2 separate regions of the Pan troglodytes genome follow, and region 2 is linked to region 1. A link is a contact called in public Hi-C data. All regions are on one chromosome and are shown on one strand. The core of a region is the stretch at or near the end of the contact, and the rest is flanking DNA. Distances in the headings are between cores, read along the strand shown. Region 1 has its middle 46 kb from the start of PRPS1. Region 2 overlaps TSC22D3 (TSC22 domain family member 3).

Region 1 (4,491 bases), core at 1,202-3,701:
CCAAGAAAACAAAACAAGCTCCGCTAACTAGGGAGGCGGGAAAAAGTGGGGGAGGCAATGAAGGTTTGGCCTCAGAATCCCAGAACTACAGTGGGATGAGGGGTGGGCAGGGAGGAGGTGGAGAGGCAGGCAGGGCTGGCCGCCCTGGCACAGCCTTGGAAGCCAAGCTTTGGGGTTTAGAGGAGAGCAGGGGTCAAATGCCTGAGAGCCTGCCTAGGCAGGTAAGGGGAAAGGGGAAAGTGGCCAGGGTACAAGAGGGTGGTTCTCAAAATTGGCTGCAAATTATAATCACCTGGGGAGCTTTTACAAATCCGGACACCCGGGTCTCACCTTACACCAATGTTATCAGAATCCCAGGGGGTGAGACCTAGGCAGGAGTGTTTTTCTAAACTCCCCAGGTGGTTCCAATGTGCAGCTGACTCTGAAAACCAGCAGTGCAAGAGCTCGCTGCTCAGAGCTGGTCCCAAGCCCGGCAGCATGAACCACAACTGGGAGCTTGTCAGAAATGCAGAATCTTGAGCCCCAGCTGGGATCTACTGAATCAGCATTTGCATTTTAAAAATAACAGCCCTATTAAAGTATCATTCACATGCCATAAAATTCACCCTTTTAATGTGTACAATTAAGAAGTTGTTAGTATATTCAGAATGCTGTGTAACCACCACCTCTATCTGGTTCCATTTTCATCACTCCAAAAAGAAACCCCAGACCCTTTAGCAGTCAGTCCCCATTTCCCTCCCCACAGCCATGGGCAACCGCTGCTGTACTTTCTGTCTCTAAGGATTTGCTCCGTCTGGATGTTGCAATTACACACATTACGGTTTGCAAAGCACTGGCATGAAAAACCCTCTAAAACAAACGGCCCTTACTCCCTTCCCACAATCATTGCCATGCAGCCATGAGGGTCCAGAGTTGCTAGATTCTCTGCTTTTTTGCAAAAGAAGCCAATATGTGGATTTTTATGTGAAATCTTCCACTTTTTAAAAGGTTGCCAACTAATTCAAATTTATGGAAAACACTGTTCAGGCCAAACAAAACCTGCCCAAGGGCTGGATTCAGTCTGTTAGCCACCAGTTTGCAACTTCTGACAGTCACCAGGTTCTTCCCAAACCCACCCAAATCCTTTCTACTCCAGCCATAGTCTGTCTTTTTGTTCCAGTTTCCATGAGTGTGGGAAAATTACTGCTTAGTAGCCTCCTTATAAAATCTTCTCATCTTATTTCTCCCTTCTCCAAATGGACAGCCAAGCATTTCTTGAGGACCTACTATGTGCTTAGTGCTTTATATATTTTGTGAATCACTTAAATCTTCACAACAACCTTTAGGGCAGAGATTATTACCCAAGTTTTAAAGACGCAGAAACTGGAGCTCAGAGAGGTTAAGTAACTTTCCTGATGTTGCACAGCCACTAAGTGACAAAGCCTGAACTCTTTCCGCCTCACTACACTGCCTCTACTTCACCAGTCTCTGCCCCGAGGCCCCATCTTTCATCTTTCTTCCTATTCTGAGCCTTTTCCCTTTTCCCCAGATGATGGACATGGCTGTCTGATGAAGACTCTAGACTGTCACAGAGCATGGTCTCAACAAGCTTAGGACCCATGTTTGCTGGGGAGAGTCTCAGCTTCAAACACTCGGGCTTGTTTCCCCATAAGTACATTCATCCTTGTCAAATATGTGTCCTGATCTTTGGTTTGGAAAATGTGGTCCACAGAAGTGAGCTGTGCTCTATTTTGACGCTGAATCTTACTCAGCTTGTGGTCAACTCCCTCCTTCACTTGGTGTTTTCCTTGTTTATTTGTGTCGAGCCAAATTATGTTGTTAGGTTTTGTCACTAACGAACCCCTTGCACTCATCCCTGCTGAATTTCACCCGGGTTTCACAGGACCTTCTTCCTCTAACCCGTCCAACTGGAAGTCCCTCCCCTCTCTGCTGTGGGTTTGGCCCCCCTCCCAACCTTCTGTCATTTTCAAGTCACTTCAGGCTTCGGAAAACTGTCTCCACCCTCCCAAAAGGTCCCATCTGGTTTCCTCCCTTCACTGCTCTGGAAACCCTACATAGGCCTCCCTGACTGGGGGAGGGAGGGCAACCTCCCTGGGAGGAGGGGCCTCCCTGAGAGGGAGTGGGGTGGGGAGGACAGGTAAAGGGAAGCAGAATCTGCTCCCCTAAATTGGTTGGGGGTGGAGTAGGATCTGGATGTGACTGGGAGTGTCTGCAGGCTGTAGCCTTTGGCTGGAACCTCTCCTAGGCCAGCTCCAGACTTAATCTGGTCCCAGGAGGGTGTCAGGGGTCCATGGACCTCTTTTTCCGATCAGAGGGATCCTTAGTCCTGGGGGACCATTTGGCAGAAGGTCCTTTAACTCAGTCCTGACCCCTGAGTACACCCCGTTGTCTGAGCACTGCAGGCTCCCAGGCTGGTTACTAGGTGCAGGGCTCAAACAATGTAGTGTGACAGTTCCGCAGCCCACCTCAGGGGCCTCCCCAAGCCACAAGGGTGTGGTTTGCAGTCTGGGTACATTCTGTACCCTCACTCTGGGGGCGGGTTTGTGGTTCCAAGTGCTGTGCAGCCGAGCCCCGCCCATGCCTTTCCTCTCCAGCCACAAAAACAAGCTTGACACCAAGAGGGGAGGAATTGAGAAAATAAAAAATAATAATAATAAAAAAGGCTGTTACTGTACAGCTGGTCCCTGGAGACTCCAAGGTGGCCCCGCCCCTTCCCCTTCCTCTGAAGGTTTCCCATGGGTGGAAGGCCAACAGTGTCACTGGATGTCTACTGCTGGTTCTTTCCTTCCCTTCCCATGCCTTTGAATGGCTGCCTGAGCCACAGAGCAACAACCTAGAGGAGATGCCAAGCAGTGCTCTCTAGGGACTTGCTGCCACTGTCTTCCCTAGAGCCCCTGAAACAGGGCTTTCCTTTCTCTGCCAGCACTAGGCATCTCCACATTCCTCTGGCCATTGCTCTGACTGCTAGGTTCTCGGGCCTCTGCACCTTCATCGTTATTATTAGCATCATTATATCAGCTACCACTGATTGAGGGCCTGTACGGTACTGGGTGCTTCCACCCTTTCACCATTTAATAATCACTTCATGAGGTAATCCTAGCTGATGCTTATCTCGCACTTACTATTGTAAGTGCTTTGCACATCTCATTTAATCCTCAACAGTTTTGAGATGGGTCCCTGTACTGTTTTACAGCCAAGGAAACTGAGGCACAGAGAGGTTAAACACTGTGGCCAAGGTCATACTCTACTAAGTGGGAGAATCAGGATTTGAACCCAAGTCCGCTACACTTGAATCGATGATCTTTCTGCTGGACTGCCTCCATTTCCCCCCGGACAATCCTGAAAACTGGATACCTTCTATCAGTTTTTTCACTGGAGAATAGGCTAGCTAACTTGGACCTCAGAGGAGAGGACAGCTCCCTGGAGAATCTGGAAGAGGCAGGAGCGAACTTTGCTCAGTTGCAGGGATTCCCCAGGACTCCCTGGGAGTCAGGCCACACCCAGTTGCTTCTGCTGGGCTGGCGGTCTGTCTGCTCTGGAGTGGGGTGGGGTGGTGCAGTGCACACCACACACACACACACACACACACACACACGCACGCACGCACACACGGAGGGAGGGGGGAAAGGGAGATGGGGTAGGTGAGGAAACTCACCGTCCCAGAGCTCTCTTGCACCCTCTTCAGGCAATAAGCTCTCACTGCTGTTCCTGTCCAGGTGACCAATTTTTGCCATAGGAGGCCCTATTTTTAGACCTCAAAACCCACCACCAATGTCTGGGCTGCAAGCTCAGTGGACCAGGCTGCTGCACGGGCTGTTTTGTTTTTGTTTTCGTGGTGTTTTAAAATTTTTTACCATTTGAATCTCTTTTTTTTTTTTTTTTGAGATGGAGTCTCTGTCACCAGGCTGCAGTGCAGTGGCACGATCTTGGCTCACTGCAACCTCCACCTCCTGGGTTCAAGTGATTCTCCTGCCTGTCTCAGCCTCCCAAGCAGCTGGGACTACAGGCGCATGCCACCATGCCTAGCTTTTTTTTTTTTTTTTTTTTTTTTTGAGACAGAGTCTCACTCTGTTGCCCAGGCTGGAGTGCAGTGGCACGACTTCAGCTCACTGCAAGCTCCCCCTCCCAGGTTCATGCCATTCTCCTGCCTCAGCCTCCCAACTAGCTGGGACTACAGGCACCCGCCACCACGCCCAGCTAATTTTTTTTTTTTTTTTGTATTTTTAGTAGAGACGGGGTTTCACCGTGTTAGCCAGGATGGTCTTGATCTCCTGACCTCATGATCCGCCCCCCTCAGCCTCCCAAAGTGCTGGGATAACAGGCGTGAGCCACCGCGCCCAGCCTAAAAATTTTTGCCATTTGAATCATTTTTAAGTGCATAATTCAGTGACAATAAGTACATTTACATTATTCTGCAACAATTACCACTCTCCACCTCCAGAACTCTTTTCATGTTGCAAAACTCCATACCCATTAAACAATAATCCCCCC
Region 2 (4,325 bases), core at 1,065-3,564, 37 kb before region 1:
CACAGTGTCATTTGAAAACGTTTTTTGTTTTGTTTTGTAATTATTGTGGAAAACTTTCAAGTGAACAGAAGGATGGTGTCCTACTGTGGATGAGGGATGAACAAGGGGATGGCTTTGATCCAATGGAGCCTGGGAGGTGTGCCCAGAAAGCTTGTCTGTAGCGGGTTTTGTGAGAGTGAACACTTTCCACTTTTTGACACCTTATCCTGATGTATGGTTCCAGGATTTGGATTTTGATTTTCCAAATGTAGCTTGAAATTTCAATAAACTTTGCTCTGTTTTTCTAAAAATAAACTTGGTGTCTGACTGAGTATAAATGGACTGGGTGGGAGAGGCCCCTCACCCAGTAGGGGCTGTTTTGCTGACCCCCTGAATATCCTTTGAGCACCCTGTCAGTGCCAGGCCTATGCTGCAGCCGTGATCTTGTGTCATCTGCACAATACTCATATGAAGGACATGCTGTTTGCCCTCACTGTCTGGATAAAGAAACTGAGACTCAGTGAGTTTAAGTGACTTGCCCAAAGTCACATGGCTATTACGGGAATTAGGACTCAAGCCCAGATCCTTCCTCCCTCTCCTGCTCCGCTTTCATATGAGAGCTTCGGAGTGAGTGGCAAGGCGACTCATAACACACAACCGTAGCTTGAGGGGGTGATTTGGGAGGAAAGATACCCCGAGGAAGGCCCAAAAGAAACAGGCAGGGTATACATAGGAGGGAGCGAGAAGAGCGGAACCAAATCAACAGGCGTGGGCCTCTTCTGTCTTCTGAAAACATCACTGGGGTCACTTAATGCATTCTCCTTAATACCAATCCACATGTGACACTTGACTTGGCAAAGGAGCTAAGAAGGCTCTAGTAAGAGAAGGAGGGAGAATGTATGAGGTAGCAAAACCACCCCCCTTTCCTTTGCTCTTCCCCCTACTTCCAGCCAAGGAAAGATATCCTCAGTCCCTGCTGAAAGTTCTTAGGGACACTGCTGAAAGTTCTCTCACCAAACCCACCAACCACGTGGGTAGGGCCAAGTCTAAGGCTCCTGGCTCCAGATTCCTTCCTCCACCTCTCTTTGGGGTTCATTATCACCCATCACCCTTTCCCAGATCCATGTCCCCAGCATCCAGAGACCTAGCATTTCTCTGATTGGTTGTTGATGAGTGCTTAGTGTCTCCTTTACCACGCCCTAACCTGAACTTCCTCTGGACCCTGAGCTGTGTTCTAAGCCCACTGTGTTCCCAAGGGAAACTATCACCTCTCTTCAAGTGACTCCATTCCATCTCAGCTTCTGGTAGCATATATACCTATCCTTTTCCCACTTGAAATTGGGGAAACAGAACTCCTTGATTTTCCTGAGCCACAAACCTCAAGGTGACCAAGATATCTTGCCCCCCGCCCCTTACATCAACCACTGCCTAAATGTAATCAAAATGACATGCTTCTTCCTCTGTAAAGGTCATACATGTTGACATTTTGGGTTTTTTTTTTTTTTTTTTTTTTTGAGACAGGGTCTCACTCTTGTTGCCCAGGCTGGAATGCAGTGGGGCCATCAAAGCTCACTGCAGTCTCAACTCCCTGGGCTCAGATGATCCTCACCTCAGCCTCCTGAGTAGCTGGGGCTACAGGTGTGCACCACCACTCCTGAATATATATATTTTTTTGTATTTTTAGTAGAGATGGAGGTTTCGCCATGTTGCCCAGGCTGGTCTCGAGCTCCTGGACTCAAGCAACCTGCCTGCCTTGGCCCTCCAGAGTGCAGGGATTATAGGCATGAGCCACTGCACCCAGCTGACCTGTTCTTTTCTAATCACCAAAACCCTTCAGAACATTGCAAACTCCTGCTTGCTGGCCTCTCAAATCCCAATTTCCCCACCTGCTCCCAACCTTGCTATTCATAATGCCAGGTTCATTGTCTATACCTGCCAACTGGTTCATGGCATGCAGATTCCACAGCTGCTCGTACAGATACAAACTTCAAACGAGTGCATTCAAAGCCCCCTGGCAGCCATTCCTCACCCTGACCAGCTCTCCCAATCCCCACTTACTCCCAAATCCCCCACCTTTCAAAATTAGCTCAGAGATTTTGTGGCTATTTGGTTCATCTTCTGTAGACTTCCCATGCCAGACTTGCAGCTGAATGAGAAAAAGCAGATGAAAAAAGGAAACCTAGAAAATAGCCCAACAACGCCCCAAACCTCTCTGGTCATCAAGCCTTTCCCTACAAGAAAGGGGAAAAAACTGGCCCCACAGTCACATAGTGGTAAAGAGAGAACAACTTTGTTTCCTAGGCAACGCTGACTAAACAGAGACAAACACTGCAACTTCTGAGGCCACAGCAGTTACTAGGCTAGATAAGAGGAAGTTTGTAGATGTTTCTTAGTCACATACAGGAGCAGCTTTCTGTTGTTGTTTCTCCACAGAAAAGCAACTAAGGGTGGAGAAAGGCAAAAGAACACGTTGCTCCTGGAAAGACTTCCATGGGTTTTAGGCTTCTGGGCTCAGCTGGTCCAGCTGGACCCAGAACGAGGAAAATAATAATGAGGCTTGAAGCAGTAAGCATCCCCTGCCTGCTTTTGCCACCTCTGTATGTGCCCTCCCATCTATTCTCTCATCTCATCCTCATGGAGGCTTCCCAGCATAGCAGCAAGGATCACAAGAGCACTGCTCCCTGGCCCCGCTTCTGAGTACAAAACATTCTGTTTCCTGCCCTTAGAAAAAGAGGCAGTTATGATTTACCTCCATTTGACAGACGAGAAAACTGAGAGCCAGAGAACTTAGTGCTACTCCCATGGCTCCCACATGTCCCATGGGGCAGTGGTTCCCAACCTTAGTGACAATAAGGGCCCTTTTTTTATGTCGAAAATATTCTCAAACCTCCCCCAACTCTATAGTACTTGAACTTTTGGTATTCATTGAGAGAGAAAGAGAGACTCAGGTGGGCGGGGCCGGGGGGGGCGGCGGGACACATAATTACAAACACTAACTGTGAATTCAGTGGGCCTTAAAGGAATTAATTATATTCACTACAAAATCAAAGACATGGATTTGAAAGCTAAAACAACAATGCATATATTAATTAGCTAGATTGAGCCATTCCACAATGTGTATATATTTCAAAACATCACAAATGCATACAATTTTAGTTGTGTCTGTCAATTTAAAGAAAAAGTAGACTAGAACAGAAATGTGGGTGATGGGTTATTTCCAGACAAGGACTGCTTGGGACACAAAGTGTGAGGCTTTCAAGCTGGGGATGGCCACAGAGGAGGGTGTTCCAGGAGGGCTCAGACAAGGAAGCCAGGGGCAGGGCCTCTGGGACCTGGAGTATCAGCAGAAGGACTCCAGAAAGACCATAGGAAAAAAGGTGCATGATCCACTGTCCCTTAAGGTATTGTGAAGTTGGCTGGGTGCGGTGGCTCACGCCTGCAATCCCAGCACTTTGGGAGGCCAAGGCGGGCAGATCACCTGAGGTCAGGAGTTCGAGACCAGCCTGGCCAACATGGTGAAACCCCATCTCTACTAAAAATACAAAATTAGCTGAGTGTGGTGGCGCATGCCTGTAATCCCAGCTACTCAGGAGGCTGAGGCAGGAGAATTGCTTGAACCCAGGAGGCGGAGGTTGCAGTGAGTCAAGATCACGCCATTGCACTCCAACCTGGGCAACAAGAGCGAAACTCCGTCTCAAAAAAAAAAATGATAAAATTATTGCAAAGTTGCCCTCACATCATCCACATCATCAATCCTATTTATGCTGGAAAATCTTGCTTTCAACTCTCAGCACCTCTCCTCCTAGTTGGTTAGAAATTAATGGACATAATTACAGCTTTGTAGACAGCCCAGTTCCTCAGGTTATCTCATGTACAGGAGCTTGTTGAAACCCAAACACTTAATACTTAACCGCCTCCACAAGATCAGGCAAGGTTTAACAGAGAACTCGATCAGTTAGGTATTCCAAGCAGACATGGTTTCCAGAGATGAGCTGGCTGAAAGAGGAGGTGATCATACTAATTACTAATAATAGCTAACACTTACATGGCACTTACTTTATGCTAGAAACCGTCATAAGACTTTTTACATCTGTTGACTCTTAATCCTGTCCACAGACATATGAGGTATGCCCTATTGAGATCACCATTCTACACATGAGAACATGAAAACACTACGGCACAGAGAGGTTAAGCAACTTGCCCAAAGTCATACAGCTGGTGAATGGCAAAGCCCACATTGGGGGGAGGCAAGATTAATGCACTGAGAAGCAGGATAGAGAATCTGAACAGTTTTCATAATTCCTCCAACGTAACCAGAAGTGTTCCAGGGCTCATGGTGGGAAGGG

What was found. A called contact is a pair of places that touch in the nucleus more often than the background predicts.
Region 2: a Hi-C map of a lymphoblastoid cell line shows a contact between it and region 1, with 3 times the contacts expected there. The contact joins two enhancer-like sites. A contact is called at or near these places in 2 of 7 Hi-C or Micro-C datasets (a lymphoblastoid cell line and stem cell-derived neural progenitor cells) and 1 of 1 datasets of contacts at active chromatin or transcription factors (stem cell-derived excitatory neurons).

Annotation. Positions count from the first base shown.
Region 1 is chrX:105,156,086-105,160,576 of NHGRI_mPanTro3-v2.0_pri, reverse strand. No RefSeq gene overlaps it. Among named protein-coding and RNA genes, the nearest start is that of PRPS1, 46 kb to the right of the region's middle. Within about 2 kb of position 2,451, at least 3 of the 24 cell types and tissues checked have an H3K27ac peak or open chromatin away from gene starts, as enhancers often do. A contact at or near this core is called in a lymphoblastoid cell line, where this site is marked.
Region 2 is chrX:105,193,395-105,197,719 of NHGRI_mPanTro3-v2.0_pri, reverse strand. It overlaps TSC22D3 (TSC22 domain family member 3), which reads left to right. Exons shown (of 4, transcript XM_009439474.3): 4 at 1-294. Among named protein-coding and RNA genes, the nearest start is that of TSC22D3, 66 kb to the left of the region's middle. Within about 2 kb of position 2,314, at least 3 of the 24 cell types and tissues checked have an H3K27ac peak or open chromatin away from gene starts, as enhancers often do. A contact at or near this core is called in a lymphoblastoid cell line, where this site is marked.